2 separate regions of the Anas platyrhynchos genome follow, and region 2 is linked to region 1. A link is a contact called in public Hi-C data. All regions are on one chromosome and are shown on one strand. Each heading gives the region's core, a stretch centred on a gene start, on an enhancer-like site or on the middle of the called end of the contact. The rest is flanking DNA. Distances are from core to core; before and after follow the strand shown. Region 1 overlaps INTS7 (integrator complex subunit 7). Region 2 holds the start of NEK2 (NIMA related kinase 2).

The links. A called contact is a pair of places that touch in the nucleus more often than the background predicts.
Region 2: a Hi-C map of liver shows a contact between it and region 1, with 3 times the contacts expected there. The contact joins the promoter of NEK2 here to the enhancer-like site in region 1. A contact is called at or near these places in 4 of 8 Hi-C or Micro-C datasets (liver, skeletal muscle and subcutaneous adipose tissue).

Annotation. Positions count from the first base shown.
Region 1 is chr3:25,457,681-25,461,300 of IASCAAS_PekinDuck_T2T, reverse strand. INTS7 (integrator complex subunit 7) reads right to left here. Exons shown (of 20, transcript XM_027453019.3): 8 at 2,431-2,548; 9 at 1,589-1,723; 10 at 939-1,036; 11 at 30-269. Among named protein-coding and RNA genes, the nearest start is that of INTS7, 7.6 kb to the right of the region's middle. Within about 2 kb of position 1,705, at least 3 of the 8 cell types and tissues checked have an H3K27ac peak or open chromatin away from gene starts, as enhancers often do.
Region 2 is chr3:25,584,615-25,588,234 of IASCAAS_PekinDuck_T2T, reverse strand. It overlaps NEK2 (NIMA related kinase 2), which reads right to left and starts at 1,818. Exons shown (of 9, transcript XM_027453028.3): 1 at 1,644-1,818; 2 at 1,323-1,540; 3 at 391-628. The coding sequence starts at 1,739. It overlaps LOC140002114 (a long non-coding RNA gene), which reads left to right and starts at 1,814. Exons shown (of 3, transcript XR_011808100.1): 1 at 1,814-2,191.

The DNA of each region.
Region 1 (3,620 bases), core at 456-2,955:
CAGGATTGTTCACCAGAAGGAGGTCTTACCAAGAGTTCCTGCTTTTTATCTGTGGCAGATCGTCCAATTACTTTGTAGAGGTCCATCAGGTCTCCTAGCATCCCATCTGCTAAGATGGGCAGCTGCATGGCAATAGCTGCCAAACAGTGGCACATGAGGATCCTAGCAGCATCCTGGGCACTGTGCAGCTGGGTCAACAGAGACTCAACCACAGACTGGCTCAGGTGAGGGCGGCTCTTGACCAACTTCACCATGCACGTTAAGGTGATCTGCAATTCACACACCAACACATACAATGAATACAATGTCTATTTAAAAAATAAAACAAAATCAGATACTTAACTGAAAGTGTGATTACAGAAATGCAGAAGTGCTAGTATTTTCAGAATCACATACCACACAGAGAAGATATCCAAAGAGCCCAAGTCTCTATCCCTGAGCTCACAGCACAAACATACCACAAATTCAAGAAACGATAAATCTTTTTTCTCTTATCAGCCTTTACAGGTAAATAACTAGACTAAATTCCTGGTAGCAGCTTATGAAGTAAAATACTAAAAATAATAGATCATAGGAATGTTGTAATCATGCACAAATTGCATCCCCATCTCCAAAAATCAGGGTCTCTCCAAAAATTTCTCCATCCTCCACAGACACCTCCATCCCATGTTTATGTTTCCTTACAGCTGTTCATCAGAGGGATGCATCTTTTTTCCATTATGACAACCAGCTTACTCTAGAGCTGAGAGAGGTCATGTTACAGTTGTGTACTACCACTCTGAACTCCAATTGCTGGCAGAACACAGAAAAATTTTGGTTTTTTCCCCAATATGCTGTGCTTCCACTAAAAAAGGATCTGGTGCACTTTAGCCCTTCTGCTATACAAACCATTACTGTAACTTACAGCTGTGCTAATGAAAAGACAACAGCAGTGTCACCTTTAAGGTTGCTTGAGCTCCTGGACTGCCATCTTGACTACAAAGAACAAGAAGAGACTCTAAGCCAAAAACTGCATCTTGCTCCAAAGGCAGAAGATCTAAGAAAAAGAAACAGTCAGTCAGCTCCCTGTTACAATTTCTGATCACAATCAATATAATACTTGCACTGGTGTTGCAGTGATGATAGATGAGTATTTTCCTAATAATTCTGCCTTCCTTTATTTTGATTTCAAACAATTCAATCTCTCAGGTAACTATTCACCAGTCACACCAACTGTGACATATGTAGGGTCAACATAACGATTCTAGACTATGCCTTCTAAATGTCACGTTTTTCTTTTGCAACAGACTTTGTTCTAAGAGTTTTCAAAGACCAACAAGAAATTCAGTAGCTTACAACATAGGTAAGACAAGCTTTTATTTAACAGGAGCTCTGCTGCACTTGGTAATTTTATGTAAGTTAACAGAAGATGGAACCTTACCAACCATTCATAAAATCCTACAAAACTTTTTCTACTAGATTACAGTCCCCATTCTTCCTGACCAGGGTAAAGGATCAGACAGCCTTACAGACAAGACCAGTTAATATGTGCTAAGTGCATAAGCCTGACTGTAAATAGACTCATTTCATAGTCCTTGCTTTCATTTACCTTTTTCCTGACAAGAGGCTGATATATTAGTTAGAATTCTCACTCCATGAGCTGCAATGCCACGGTTATTATGATAACAGCACTCCTGTGCTAGTTTTACTAAATCAAATGACCTTGCAGTTGTAGCTGCTGTTCCTAAATAAAGAGAAGACAGACAGGACATAAAAGAGCACATTCCTTAATTGTACCACAAATCTTTCAAGTACATTTATGCACAAAATCTGCATTGACTTAGGGTGCTTTTGTTGCTTGTTAAATCATTTATTTTAATTCATATGTTTTCATCCTATCATTTTAACATGTATTCCAATATATACAAACACAAAAGCCTTTCTTGAATGCAAGTTAGATATACACAAGAGAGTATCCAGGTCTAAAGGTTGATGTTTCAGGAACTATCACCATTTTAAGGATGAGACATCCTGAACCATTTTGAAATGTCTATTCTTTCTCATACCATAAAGCCTCCATGCTTCATTGCTCAGTTTATTCATTCTAATAAACCATGCAAATCCATGATTTCAAAGCACCTTAAGCAGAACACAGGTTGACCAGTTAAGAAGCACGCTGTTTCCTTAGTGTATAAATAGAATTTTAAAACCCAAAGGTAAACAAAGTTTATTAGCCACAAAATCCAGAACAGACCATGACTGGGTCTATCGATATATTACTATCCCATATAAGAGTACATACAGTGAAAACAGCCTAACTGACCATCAGTGTTCTCGAGGAAAAATATACTTTAAGAATATGCCACAAAGTGTTTAGTGATTGACCTGTTTACCGGTAGGTAGCCAATCCACCAAAAATGCTTAAGTAATCATCTGATCTAGCTTTCTTACCTGGAGCGCTGCTGAAGTACTGTTTAATGGCAATGGTCCCTGATAACGTGGAGAGAACAGATAGCATGCCCAGTTTCAAACTATCATAAGGGGTGTGAAGAGCAGATTCACACAGCGCCTACAGATTAAGAGAAGGGAGAAGATACAAAGGGAAGGAAGTCCCATGAGCTATCTGTATTAAATATTTAGTTGTACTTGTCTGCGAGAAGTTCTATGAATCAGAATTTTTCCCATTGAAAAATACTTATACTGAATTCAGAAGTTAGAACTCATGTCCTGAAGCACTGGGTTTAGTAGGTTGAGGATATGGCTTGCTAAAAATTGTCAGTGGATCTTGTATGCTAGGAAACACCACTTACAAACCACTTTATTGATTAAAAAGCAGTGACAAAAATATTATCATGTCTCATAGACCAAACATTGCAAAAGCTTTTAGGACAATTCTCCAGTCTATTACAGCTATATTGAGCATTTTGCCTTAAAACAATCCGCAGGACTGAGGGACAGAGGAATATTGAGGTACTTGAAATAGTACCTATGAGGAAACCTAGAAGACTTGGCAGGACAGACTGCAGGCTGCAGTCAGTTACCTTTGCAGTCAGTAGGAAGAAATGCACCTTCGGTAACTTTCAGAAAATCACGGTTTAGGACTTGTCCCTTTCCAATCTAGTTACAGTGTAAACAGCCAGGATACACGGACATGCAGCACTGTAAGAACTCCCCTTTTTCATTTCTATCTCACTAAACACAAGAACTTGTGTCTTCATTGGTAAATTCGTCTTAGTTTACACATCTGAAGTGCTCAGCAACAGCACCCTTGGACCAAATGCTGCTCTTACACAGTAGCATTAAACAGGTGTATGCTTACATACAAACAAAATACATTATGGTCTGAAGCCAACACCTTGAAAAACACCATGAGAAGGGCCTATGACCAAAACAGGCAAAACTGATGGAAAAAAGTCAAAGAATCAAAGCAGAGTTCGCCTTAGCCCACCTAATAAGCATTAGAAGTCAGACGCATCCAGAAAATATCTTGACATATATATCCTAATGAACTGGTTTAGGCATCAAAGGCATCAGCTTCTAAAACTGAAGTCTGAAAGTCAGTAAAGCCTCCACGGTCTGAAGACAAAGTCTCCTCTCTGACCTATCCAGACCCAAAATGCTAAAAAGTCAACACTGCTGAA
Region 2 (3,620 bases), core at 569-3,068, 130 kb before region 1:
AGTGTGTAATTTAATAACTTCTTTACCTTGACACTGAGAAACAGAAGAGCTCTCTAGCTTCTCTGTTCCTTTTAAGGAAGCTACTCCAACGTAACTACCTTACATCTATAATATTCCAAGCACGTAATACTAATTAAGGTTACTTTTCACTGTATAAGAAGGTAGCAATGGTGTGAGGAAGAAATGAGATGAAGGTATCTGGAAGCTAACCATCTGCAAAATAACCTTGTCTCCAGAACATACACACACTTTATCAAAGAGTCACCTGCATTTAAGACTAATAACTCTTCATTAAATCCTCCTAAGTATTAATGGACTCTGAGATCAACACCACAGAAAACAGTTCTCAGAGGATGAAAGGGAAGACAAGGCACAAAAGGGAGCTCTTACCGGAGACATGTAATATGGAGTTCCAACAAACGTTTTGGCAAAACTGGTGTCATGGTGCAGTATTCTAGCCAGTCCAAAATCTCCGAGTTTAACATTCTGCTTGCTGTCTAGAAAGACATTTGCTGGTTTTATGTCACGATGCACAGTGACTGCACCATCACTCCGTCTATGACATTCCTTCAAGGCCAACGTCAACTGAGTCAACACTCGGAGAACAAAGCTTTCTTCCAAGTAATGCCTGAAAGACAAAAACATTTAACAAACATTAATAGATGCTTTATAGCATACACCAACTTCAGTAGTTGCTGCCAGTCTTAGTCCTATATTTTTAAACAGTTAGTAACATTATCAAGCTCATCACCTTTAAAGATAAGCTATCAGCAGGCATCTACATGTGTTAATTTAAAAGTAGAAATTGAAAAAAATAAACACATTGTAAGATGTAGGCTTCTGTTGCAGAGTCTGCATGACATTCCCTTCCTCCCTCAAAAGGTCTAACAGATATGCTGCATTTCCGTGCCTAACAACACGGGCATCAAATTGTAAACAAGCTGAGAGCTAAGACACCTGATTTTCAATGTAGCCCTCCTTAAATGAGGGCACCGGTTTGGTTTATACAGCTCCAGCGCCACTTTGGACTGCTCTCACAGAGCAGCACCATGTACTTGTTCAACCTAAGCCTGTGAAGATTAACATTATACTTCAGAAGTAGGGTTTTTAGAGAAGCATCCGATCAGCTGGTGCACCCGCTAGCAGAACTCCCAGCAGCGCATCACACCGCCCTCTGCACATTTCACAGCAGTTGCTGGGTCCAAAGGGCTGGACTCTGAGGCACAAGCTCAGAGACACATTTCACCTTAACCTCGCTCCTTTGGCTGCCCAAGACGCTTCACCCTACACACCCCCACACCGCCCCGAGGTACTCCACGTGCCTTTCCCTCGTGCAGCGGGTGATGAGGCTGGCCAGGTCCCCGCCGTCGCAGTACTCCATGACGATGTACAGCGTCGTGCTGCTCCTGTCGATGATGCGGTCGTGGTAGCGCACGATGTTGGGGTGCCGCAGCTCCCGCAGCAGGTTCACCTCCGAAACGAGCATCTGCTTCTCCGCCTCCGTCATGGAGCCGTAGTCCAGCTCCTTCCACACCAGCACCTGCGGGGGGACGGACACCGGCGCTCAGCTCGCCCAGCCCCGACCCCAGCCCCCTTCGCCGCCCCCCACCACGCCGATCACGGCGCCTGCCGCCGCCCCTCACCTTGCCGTCGGCTTTGCGCCGCACCTTGCGGCACCTGCCGTAGGAGCCGGCGCCGATGGTGAGCAGCACCTCGTAGTCCTCGGGCCGCCCGGGCATGGCGCTAATGGCGGCCCTCAGACCCCCGCCTCACCGCCGCCGCCGTTTGAACGCGCCGCCCCGCCCTGCCATTGGCCGAGCGGCCCCGCCCTGCCGGGGATCCCCGCTTCCCATTGGCTGCCGGGGTAAACAGCGCCCGCCCGCTAACGGCCGTTGCAACCGCCGGGAGGCGGCGCGCGGCCGCCATGAGGAGAGCCACAGCGGGGCCGGCCTGAGGGGGGGGGGGCGTGACCAGACCCAGCCTGTTAGAAACGATAGAAAAGCGTTCTGGGAAATAACCCTCTGAGACCAGCCGGGAAAAACTGATTCTTCAAGAAATCAGTGTTAAAAACTCCACAAAAGTGACAGAGAAAGCATATGAGGACAGCTGTCCTACCACAGACAAACAGCTTCTGCAAATAAACCAAAGGGTGCCAAGGCTCAAACGTAAATTCGGCAGCAGGAATGTGTGGGTCCGTGTCCAAATGTTGAGCCAGCAATTATCATCAGTATTATTATTAAATTACATTGTATAACACTAGAATACACTGAATGGCATTACAGAGATTTTAAGTATATGCTGTATGATTTAGCATCATTTAGGGTATTTTTGGAGTGATACTGGAGTCAGTCGTGGACTCAGTTTAGCTTGATCTCTCTTAATTGTGTGGAAATGGCACTCTGAAGCAGAAGTTGTAACACACTTGTATAGATCCTGAATCAGGTACAAAAATGAGCAGTTTTAAGGCTTTAAAAATGGTATGGGGGCATAGGTGTTATGCTCTCACTGAATATGTATGAAATATTCTTATATTCTGAAGGTTTAGAAAAAACAAAGCCTTTGCGTTAATCATCAGGAGGCACAAAAGCTCCTTTTTTATCCACTATAAGAATTCTATAGCTTTCTATCTGTAGGTGCCTACTCATTACAGGAAAAAATGAGCAATTGAGTATAAAGATGTATATAGTTTTGTTGTTAATGAGTAACAGGGTACTCTAAATCATTCATTTTTATCATTAATTTTAATTATTACCTTAAAATGAAATTCCCATATACAGTATTAGCTTTGTAAATAAATTACGGCATTATGCAATAAGAATGACACAAATTGCAGTATGCATTATGCAGGCTGTAAGCTTCATTTCTGGTGTCAAATCTCTCTCTGTTTCAAACTTCTGTACTTTTAAATTAGCAAAAGGTCATCATGCATCCCCACTGTTATCAATGGGAGCCTTTCTATTTATATTTCAAAAGAAACAGAGTAGATTTTGAATACTGTGTTTCGTCTAGGGTCTATCTTAAAAGTTTCCTTAGAAATGTTGGTTTGAATCATACAACTGTCAAAAGGTCATGCTCCAAAAACCAGTAGCACAGTCATTTTTGTTCTAATTATTCCTATTTTAAAGAGCTTGATAAAGTGAGAAAAACGCATTTCTAAAAATTAGTATTAATTTTTTCTGTAGGTGCTCATTTTTCTTTTTCTTTCCCATTCTTACCATATAAGAGAACCCAGAGTCTAATGATTCCAATAATATATTTCAAGTTTGAAATGGAGACCACTTTTGTCAGGTGTTGTATTTTCAACTCTGATCTCTAATTCAGAAGCAACTCTTAGATTTCTAGTCTTGAAAATACATGTCCTGACTTCAGGTCTTTGAAAGCTACAAAATAGTTTTTGATAATCTATTTATCTATTTTTAATATTGCTTGCAATATTTTATTTTTTACATCAATTTTCACCAATTATTTTCTAAAACTTGATAAAAAAAATAAAATTATTCTATAGTTCATTGCCAAAGTTTGGTAATTTGTGTGATATCTATCATTTTTTGCCATAAGGGGTACGATTTTCCTTACTCTAGGGCCTAGTTACCTGACAAAGTATTAAACACTGAAGATAG